Linked DNA regions of Zea mays: region 2 is linked to region 1. Evidence: chromatin contacts called from public Hi-C data. All regions are on one chromosome and are shown on one strand. The core of a region is the stretch at or near the end of the contact, and the rest is flanking DNA. Distances in the headings are between cores, read along the strand shown.

Region 1 (4,967 bases), core at 1,891-4,390:
CTATTATTTGTGTTTTGAAGGCATTTCATGATATTTTCTTATTCTTCACTCACAGTAAATTTTACCTTGAATTTGTAAACCATTTTCACTAATTCAATTTGACCTCGTTGGACACAAACGTATTGTGTTTATTTCAGTTGCCTGGCCGCACAGATAATGAAATAAAGAACTTTTGGAATACCAGAAAAAGAAGAAAACAGAGATGTGGTTCGCCTCTCTATCCAGAATATATGCTTTCTCAGGTTAGTCATAAAGACATGGACTTTGAAACTCTTGGAGAGTCACATGGCAAGAAACGGTCAAATGAGTGCTCAAAAGAAAAGGTTGTTGATGTGCAAGAACTTGTGGATGAGTTAATTGTATTTGAGCACCTTGACTATGGTAAGGATATAGTGTTTCCAATCAGACCTTTGAAATGCCATGCATCTACTGGCAGTGTGCAAATTTCTGGTGACATTCGGAAAACCTTTTGTCCCACTGATTTGAACTATGTAATGACAAAGAATCAGTCGGTGCCTGTTGGTAGTGCCATTGGCAGTGGCTATCCAGTATATGGTGGCAGACTCTCTACTTCAGGGACCATATTCGGTTCCATTCAGACAGAGATTCCTTCGATCCAAAGTTCCAGCTATAGCCCAAGTAATGACTGGTTGGCTCAATGTCCTTCGGCTTGCATTGAGCAACGGATTCCAATGGAATGCAATACAATATCTCAGTCAAAAGCTTACCTTATGATGCATTCTTCTTCAGCTTTCTGTGCCCCTGAACATGATGCCTGTTCTGAAACTCAAGCTCCAGACTTATGTTCAGGTAAGTTTTCTTAAATGCTTTCTATCATCGCAATATTGTGAACTTGGTATGCAAGACTTACTTTTGGTGTTTATAGGTTCAGATGTTGTTTTCGACCCCAGCCAATGTTATCCAGTTGCTAGTTTTTCTGATCTTGGGATCTCGGATACACCACTAACATCAGGTTTCTTGAATGATATAACACTAGCAAGTTTGTTGAATGTCAATTTGAAGGACCTGTCACATCTCAACCGACAGGAACCTACCAATGATACATCACTTGGAGGAGCAAGTTTATTGAATGCTAATTTGAAGGACCAGTCACATCTCTCTCAGTGAGCTGGAATGCATGTGCCTGACTTGTGGGGGCATGGTTTTGAAATTCTCAGGCCAACTTTCCTTCACTCGAGAGCTTGATAGAGAGAATTCACGAGGATGGAAGAGTAGCAGAGAAGACACTGGACCTGCCAATGTATGCCAAGTACAAAGACTCGCCTTATCTGAGAAACCCTTCGAAGCACGGGAGTACTATCGGTGGGACCCAGGCTGAGATGGATTCCAAGTGAGAAGCCCCCTGGAGGGCCACTAGATAATCTGTTACTTATTTGCCCTATGGTAAATGCGTCGGTGTTGATGCAGAAACAATTGGACTCATTGTGAGCTTACTCGCTTCTTTTCGAAAGTAGTTAGTATTCCTCGAAGTGGTGTTTTTACCTTGTAATAAAGGAAAAAAAATAAAGTGGGGTTATTGAAACTTGAGAGTCAAATACTGAGATGTTATGCGCGTTTTGATTTCTGAATTAATCGATCGGTATCACTTGTACTGTTTTTATACGACGATGCTCGAAACCATTCATTTGTCATTTTAATTTGATACACTTGAAGTCAACAATATGCTTGTCATGTATCTGCCCATATGTCTGTCACTCGTGAACTCTGTATCAGCTGAGTCTTGTTGGCTGGCTTGTTTGGGGGGCCGGGGGACATGAATCCATATGATGCGTGTTGCTTCTGTCGGGATCTGTATATATAAGGCACCGCCTGCAAGTGGTTGCACACTTATGCCACCTAGTAGGATGGCTTTCAGATGGTAACTGACTTTGGAGCTTCCTTGTGGCTAATCCATTAAGCTTTGGGGTGTGGTTTCTATAGAAGAACTGAAGATTATATATTGTTGAACAAATATATTTGAGTGGCTTAGGTTTGATGATGCATGGAAAGTGAAGTAAAAGCCTCCTCAAGATGGGGTGTCAGTTGGCACTAACTGAATTCTTGTTCAGTTAGCTGAAAACTGAATTTTTCAGTATGGTACTCAGTTTGGATTTCTGTTGTGATTAATATATATGGTTTTGGACTGAAATTCCTATAGCAAGTTTGAAGACCATATGTTAGATAACAACTTTCTTTAAGTGAGTGGGGTTCGATCCCACACAAGAAGGGGAGGAAAGGCTTCCCAAAAATTGAACTGTCAATAACTGTGTCTGAAACTTGTTCAGTCATCAAGTGTGGATTTCAGATTTGTTGGCCCAAATTTGATGTCTTCTAGAAATTGTTCTATGAGGTTGTGAGTCCTACCTTGTGTAGCAAAGTTTTAGAGTAAAGTAAGATGAACAAGTTTCCTAGAGTTAGATGGTCTTGATACTATAGAAACTTGGGAGTAAAATGCACCCAAACTTCCTCTGTCAGACTGGTTTTGTGCTGTTCAGTTAGCTGAAATTGTGAATTTTAGTGCTTTTGTTCTACTTTGGCACATCACATCTTTGGTTCTGTGTGTTTTAAGTCTTGGGTTGGTATACCAAGTTAGTAGTCCTAGAGTTGGAGAGTAAATCTTGTTAAGGAGGATTGGGTTGTTGCCATAGGGATTTTTGAAATGATAGGGTCTCAACAGGGAGGTCTGCAACAGTGGGCTGTGGGTTCAATCAGTGCAGTGCTGAAGTGGAGTTCTGGAAAGAAAAAGATCTTAGCCGCTGTTGTGCCTTGTTGTTTATGATTGAAGGGAGTAAGTGGATGGGCATTGGCGTTTGTGGGTAAGGATAAGTTTTGAACACTCAAATATCTGAGGTGGGGACTGGATGATTATCTACAGCCGCTCGCTGTGCCTGCCGTTGCCCAGCGCCGTCGTTCGTCTCCAAGCCGCCAAACCTCGCCGCGTCCTCTGCCCTGCTCATGATCCGCAGTTTTCTCAGCCGACAGTTCACGTGGACAGGCTGGTAAGGGTTTCGTTTGCCGAAATTCAGAGGGGGATTGTGTTTGGGTGAGGATAGGGATGCTCGTCGTGCTTCGGTTGAGGGCTAGATGGTGGCCGATGCTGCCAGTTTGGTGGCCAGTGGCCCAGTGCTGGGCCCGTGCCTGGGGTAGGGCGAGCGGGGCAACCGACCTAGGCCCCAGATCCCAGGGCCCCACTCCATATACCATACAGCCAAGGCTATAGTTTTTAATTGCTTTAGCAAATAATTATGCTTAATAAATCATATGAATTAATTTATTCTATTGATTCCTTGTAGATTGTCATTGATATTATGCCTTCTAAGAAATATGCTAGCAACTTTATATATTGAGAATAATTTATTAGATGATATTAATATTAAAGCTATCATTAATGATTTTGCATCAAGAAATGTTAGAAGACATTTTAAAGATGATCTATAATATATTTGAGGTAATGATCTGACTTCTTTTTTTAGCGCTCATTTTTTGATACATTAAATTATAAGTAAATATATAATAGTAAAAAATAGTACTTATAATATTGGAGCCTTATTTATAATGTTGCCCCGAGCCCCTCCAAACTCACGAACGACCCCCGTGCTGCCAAATGCCAATTTTGTGGCCGACGTTTCCCTCTGTTCTGGTGTGTGTACGTGCTGTGAAGCAGAAGGGTGGGCCGTGGGCTGTAACACCCCAGGTGTTGCCATGGCTGGAACACACCTTGGCACTCAAGACTATGATCACATGTGGAAGAACTTAAGGAGCAAAAGTATAAGGGACTTTGGAAACTAAGTTTTTACATTTACCCTAGTTGTGTGCAACTATCACCTTGGGAGAGGGAGAAAGAACCCTAGGCCTCTCTTAAACCCTATCTCCCAAAACCATGGATAAGAGGAGAAAGAGAGTGAGCAAATGTGCAAAACATGGGTAATCTTTACCCAAACCCTAAGCAACATTATAACCATCAATTAGGGAGGGGAATAATTGCAAAAAGGCCCCTAGGGAAACCCCATTTCAAATCTCCAAGTGGAGAGAGAGCTAGAGCTCTCTAATTCCCTCTAAGTCCCATTTTAGCCCTAAATCAAAGATCAACCGTGTTCACTTCAAAAATGGCGCCAAAACCACTTGGGTTCTATACCAAAAATGTGCAATACCACTTAGGGCACCCACTGGAAAAAGTTGAGCTCGAGACTCGGACGTTTGACATGCCATGGCATGGCTTTTGTCGTGTTATGCTCAGTATGACACACCTGTTTTGGCACTCGAAGATCTTCCTCCCTAGGCCGTATCTGCCCCGGCGTCTCACAGTCGAGTGACAGCCCTAGGTGCCAGGAAGAGGTCTGCGGCGGACTTTTGCAAAGATTCGCACGTATGCGACCTCTGGCGACATTTGAACACTGGAAGAAACAAACCGCCACGTGTTCGACGCCGTCTGCCGCGCCAGAGCACGCCCCCGCGCGCGCCCGCGCCGCGCCCAAGCCGAGCCAGCGCCCTGGTCCGCGTCCGCGGCTATAAAACGCCCAGGAGCCTCGGCCGTACCCCTCCGCACGCACCCAAGCCTCACCGGAGCTCAGTTCGCCGCCGGTTGCCCATACGCGACGCGCCCGCGGCCACCCGAGCCCCTGCCGCCGTAGACCGGCCAGCCCAGCCATTCCCAGCCCCGTCCAGCTCTCGGAGAGGACTGTGCGCGTCTCCGTGAAGCTCCCCGAGCGAGGAATCGGGCTCTGCTTCACCGGAGAGGCCGGCCCAAGGTCACCGGACTTCAACCGACCGCCGGCAACCGTGGACCGAGGTACACCGTGCACCTCTCTTCGATTCCTTGCACGGTTAGACTCCTTAGACCTCCACGAAGCTCCCTATGCCCTTGGATTGAACTATGCCGCCGTGGATAGGCCGGAGCACACGCCGCCGACGAGCTCGCCCGCCTGCTCACGTGGACCGGGCGATTCCGGCCATCCCCGACGACGAGC
Region 2 (4,722 bases), core at 14-2,513, 130 kb before region 1:
TCTTTTCATGTTTTCTTTAATCTCTGGACTGGGCGCATAAAATCCAGAGAGTCCAGGGGTCCCAGCGTAAAACTTTCTAGACTCAGCGCACAGTAGCCCTAGACTGCGGGTTGATATCTAACATCTGTGGGGTCTCTTTACTAAAAAACCACGGCCGAAGAGGTATCCTCCATCCAGAGACACACGATTAGAAATGAGTGCGCTAGATCAGATTTGGATTGGCCACTGAGTGAAGTCATTGGATTTCGATCCAACGGTCCATACTATTCTTAACTCAAGTCTGGTCTACACCATTGGCTTGCCGATCAACGGCCAGATCTAAATGCTGCTAAGGGGGTATCGCGGTTTTAATTCTGGCCACCAGAATTGGATCCAACGGCCAGGAGTCAATGCACAAAGCGGTACGGTTCTCTAATCCTGGTCGTTGATGCCTTGATCAATGACACATGTGCGTTTCTCCTCCCAGCCGCTCAGCAGACCCAAACCACGGCGGCGCAGAGCCTCCCCAGTCCCCACGGCCGCGCCATTGCCGGAGTTGGCCAAACCGACACCCAAGAGCCTTGATCCTAAATCCGATCGATCCTACACGGTCTACCAAAGTATGTGAGACAATCTAGAAGACCCTTACCGGTGTTTATGGTGCGGAGGTTCCCAGCCACGTTGTGATGCGGTCGGCGGCGAACCTTGAGCGACAGAGAGAAATTCCCCGCGAGTCCGGCCAATTCCCATGCGAGAGGTCTACCCAGGTCCCTCACGACACGAAGCTTCCCCGGAATTTGTACGCGAGTACTGAACGGAGGTGACGACCGCAGACGACGTCGGCGGCGCCCTAGACCTCCACTCCTCTCTCTGTGTTCTCGGCGATGGACTACGGCGTTAGGGTAGAGGCTGTTGGCACATGCGGAGGAGAGGGTTACGATGGTAGAGCTCTTATAGTCCAAGGAGCAGGGCGACCCGGTCTTCAACTACCTATCCCCAATTTCCCGACGCGCGTCCGCCATTAGCGGCGAGGTGGGTGCGGTCGCGGCTGACGACTCGGACCCACGGTTCTGGTGCACTGGGTGAGCGCGTGTGCAAGGGAGAGTTGGCTGACTCATGGGCCCCATCACCAGGTGCTTAGTTGCGGTCGCTGCGATCTCGGAGGTGAGAACTGAGAACCAACCCGCGTGGATTTTGTGCGAGCGCGGATGAGAACGATGACGTGCAGGATCCACGCACTAGTGAGGGTAGGAGGAATCCAGGTGCGCGCGGTGAGGCTGGCCACATGGGCCCGCATGGCGGCGAGAGGAAACCGATGGCTAGGGTTTGGCGAAGTGGAACTGGGCTACGCAGATGAAACACAAATTGGGCCGGGCGAGGAAGAAAGGGCCCAAGTGCAGTTTTCCTTATTATTTTTCCTTTTCTTTTATATTTTCTTTTCTTCTCTCTTCCCTTTTAAATTTAAATCTCAAATTTGAATTCAAATAGTGTTGTGAACTTGTATCCAAATTAATGTACAAAATAAACATACTAGTATGGACAGATTATATTTATTTACTTATTTATTTTGTATAGCATCTTTCCTTCTTTTCTCCAAACCCCAAATTGTAAATTATATCTAAATTCCAATTTTGGTCATTAATATACTTCTACTAATATCATTATTGTTCTTATGAAATACACACACAATAAACTCCAACTTGATGAATAGGTATCTATTTATTTTAATTAATTTATTTGTTTGATGAATGTTTGGAATATGAGACACACTCATATTGTTCCTTTCTTTTTAGTAGAATAATATTTTGAATGCGGGATAAGAAGTAAAAGTTACTTCAAAAATGAATATTCATGTAAATAAATGTTCCTGGTGTATATCTTAATGATATGCATAATCACTTAGTTGAACATAAAACTTTTCTATTACCTCTTTTCTAAAATAATTCTTGGTTTTCAAAATTCAGTTCTCAATTTTCAACACTCAAGTATAATTTGATATCACTGAATTTGCTATTTTATTTCTTCATATATTTATTTTATTATTAATAATAATTTTTTTCTTATGCAGATTTTGGGACTTATAAATCCTACCCCTTAACAGAATTCTCGTCCTCGAGATTTGTAAGAAAAAGGGTGTATACTCATATTGTCTCAACACATATGCACAAACAAAAATCTCAGCATGATGCATAATTTATTAGCAACACATAGGGTCAATTAGACCTTATTATTCCTCCCAACATAGTATCATACCATTTACTAACTAAAGTCACCTTTAGATATTACAAGTAGTAGTAATATATATATATATATATATATATATATATATATATATATATATATATATATATATATATATATATATATATATATATATATATATATATATGTATGTATATGTGTGTGTGTGTTTATGTAGCTTGGTGGAGCTGGTGGTGGAGGAGGAGGTTGTTGTTGTTGTCTTTCCAAGCGTACTTGCCTTATTTCTCGACGTATTTCCAGCCGGTCCTGACGTCTCTCCCCGCGTTCTTGTCTTATCTGAGTTTGCATTTCGGTAACCATGTTTTCCATTTGTTGTATTATCATCATTTGGGTGGAAACCACTTGATCGATTCCAACTGGTGGAGGATTTGGATGATTCATTTCTATTTGCTGTTGCGTGATAATCTTCACTTCCTGGTATTGACCATGAGAGTTAGAAGCATATGGTAGGATAGTTTTGCAATAAAAAGTATTTATTAAGTAGAATGAATAGGCTAGTAGTTGGTTATGACCTGAAAATTCTTTAGCAGGTCTTAATCTTTATTTTATGTCTAGATTAGGATAACTAATCGTATAAGGTGAATGTCCAAAGGTATGATAGAATCTGTTAAGATGAGATGGATATGGGTGTGATATACTACATGATGTAGGTAAAAAGTTTGTTTGATGTTATGTGGGGACAGATAGATTATACAATTCATCATGACACTATTGATTGGGTTAGCTCTTATGCTCATGGTTGAGTTGGTCTAATGTACTAAGTTAAGTTAACACTTGGCTAGTAGGGTCCAATCTCTTCTACCAGTATCACTAATTTGTTTAAGTTGACCACATTAGATTAGATCGCATTAGATTAAATAACATTAGATTATATAATCTTATTTAAGAATACCATTTAGTTGAGCATATCAGGCTGACTTCATCTTTATGAAATTCTAGTATTTTTTATACACCTAAAATTCTTTTATGCCATTAGCAGGTGTGGTAAAGAAACAAGGGTACATCATGTTTTAGCTATTTGGTGAGTGTTGACATAGAATGAGTGTACTATGGCATAATCGAGCTTCTTTTGGGGTCTGAATTAGGGACCATCGGTCGTGGTGTTAGATGTCATTACCTGAGTTAGGATAACAATCTCGGGTACACAAGGTAGGTAGGTTAAGCAGAGTTTTACTTTGCTTTTGAGATAAATGGGTTGGGGCAACCTATAACATGGGCTGGATCGTGGTTTCACGGACAAGTTGGTTTAAGACACCAATTTTAGGTTTTAAAATCCCATTTATCGGAATATGGTTTAGTTAATACTTGTTTAAGTAACTTCCTTTAGATCATATCAGATTAGGTAGGGTCTAGGTTAGATGGGATATAACTAGATTAGACTAGTTTAAATTAAATAGATCTACTAGGGTAGAATATATATTAGAATCTTTTGAGATAGAACGGATTATATGGATAGGTAGGTTAGAATCTCTGTTAGGTTAACACAGAGGGGTTATGCAACTATCGGGTGGTTAAGGTAGTTGCATACGGCCAGGTTGGACTAAGGCTCCAATTTAAATTAAAACATATTTGTCAGAGTAGTATCCAATCTTATTTTACCAGTATTATCTAACATGTTTGTCCATTAGATTAGATCTGATCAAATTATATGGGTTCAGAATTAAATTGGTGTAATCTGATTGGACTAAATAAGATCTGCTTAATTTATTTGGAATAGATCATGTTTGTTATACTATTATGAGATAAGCAAGGTGGTGGAGATAAGTATGCTTATTAGAACAAGATGAGTCTCTAAGAATAAGATAGAATCTTTTGAGATTAGTTAGATCTATCAGGGTAAGATAATTTTTTTTCAAGATAAGATGAATCTATTAAGGTAAGAAAGAATCTTTTGAGATAAGATAGATCTATTAAGATAAGAGCAAGTCTTTTAAGATAAGAAGAATCTATATGAAATAGATACACTTTAATGAAGGATAATCTAAGTTGTTTAGTTATCTTATGAATTCTATTTATTTATATTTATGCCTATACGTATATGTAGATGTACATGTGGACATTACTCCACAACTAATCATACTCAATCAAAGATCCAAATCAGACAAATATCATAAGAACAAGCACTCAAGCGTATAGATACCTATAAAAATAGTTTTGTTTTTGTTCCTAAGAGTAGGTCTCCTATTCCTAAAGGTTACTTTAGGCATAGGATTTCAAAGTGTGAAATCCAAATTTGTCTTTAAAAAAGGTAAGAATAATCAGAGTAAAGCGTAAATAGATGAGAAAAGATTAAGATAAGTTTAGAAAGAATCAGAGTAGCAAAGGTAAGTAGGTAAGGGTTATCCAGTTCTATCTAGGTTTCGTCCTACAGTCAATATTTCCTCTGATACCACTTTTGTCACACCCGGATTTAAGGGACAAAGCTGGGTGCATCTCATACATGCGCCAAAGAAGACAACATATATAATAACAGAGTGTATA

The links. Hi-C and Micro-C count contacts between places; a contact is called where the count stands out from the background.
Region 2: a Hi-C map of leaf shows a contact between it and region 1, with 4 times the contacts expected there. The contact joins two enhancer-like sites. A contact is called at or near these places in 2 of 25 Hi-C or Micro-C datasets (leaf and an unstated tissue).

The regions. Positions count from the first base shown.
Region 1 is chr6:98,948,399-98,953,365 of Zm-B73-REFERENCE-NAM-5.0, reverse strand. It overlaps LOC100273858, which reads left to right. Exons shown (of 4, transcript NM_001148255.1): 3 at 138-810; 4 at 887-1,676. The coding sequence ends at 1,128. Among protein-coding and RNA genes, the nearest start is that of LOC100273858, 14 kb to the left of the region's middle. Within about 2 kb of position 3,140, at least 18 of the 20 cell types and tissues checked have an H3K27ac peak or open chromatin away from gene starts, as enhancers often do. A contact at or near this core is called in leaf, where this site is marked.
Region 2 is chr6:99,078,867-99,083,588 of Zm-B73-REFERENCE-NAM-5.0, reverse strand. No RefSeq gene overlaps it. Among protein-coding and RNA genes, the nearest start is that of LOC103629626, 33 kb to the left of the region's middle. Within about 2 kb of position 1,263, at least 19 of the 20 cell types and tissues checked have an H3K27ac peak or open chromatin away from gene starts, as enhancers often do. A contact at or near this core is called in leaf, where this site is marked.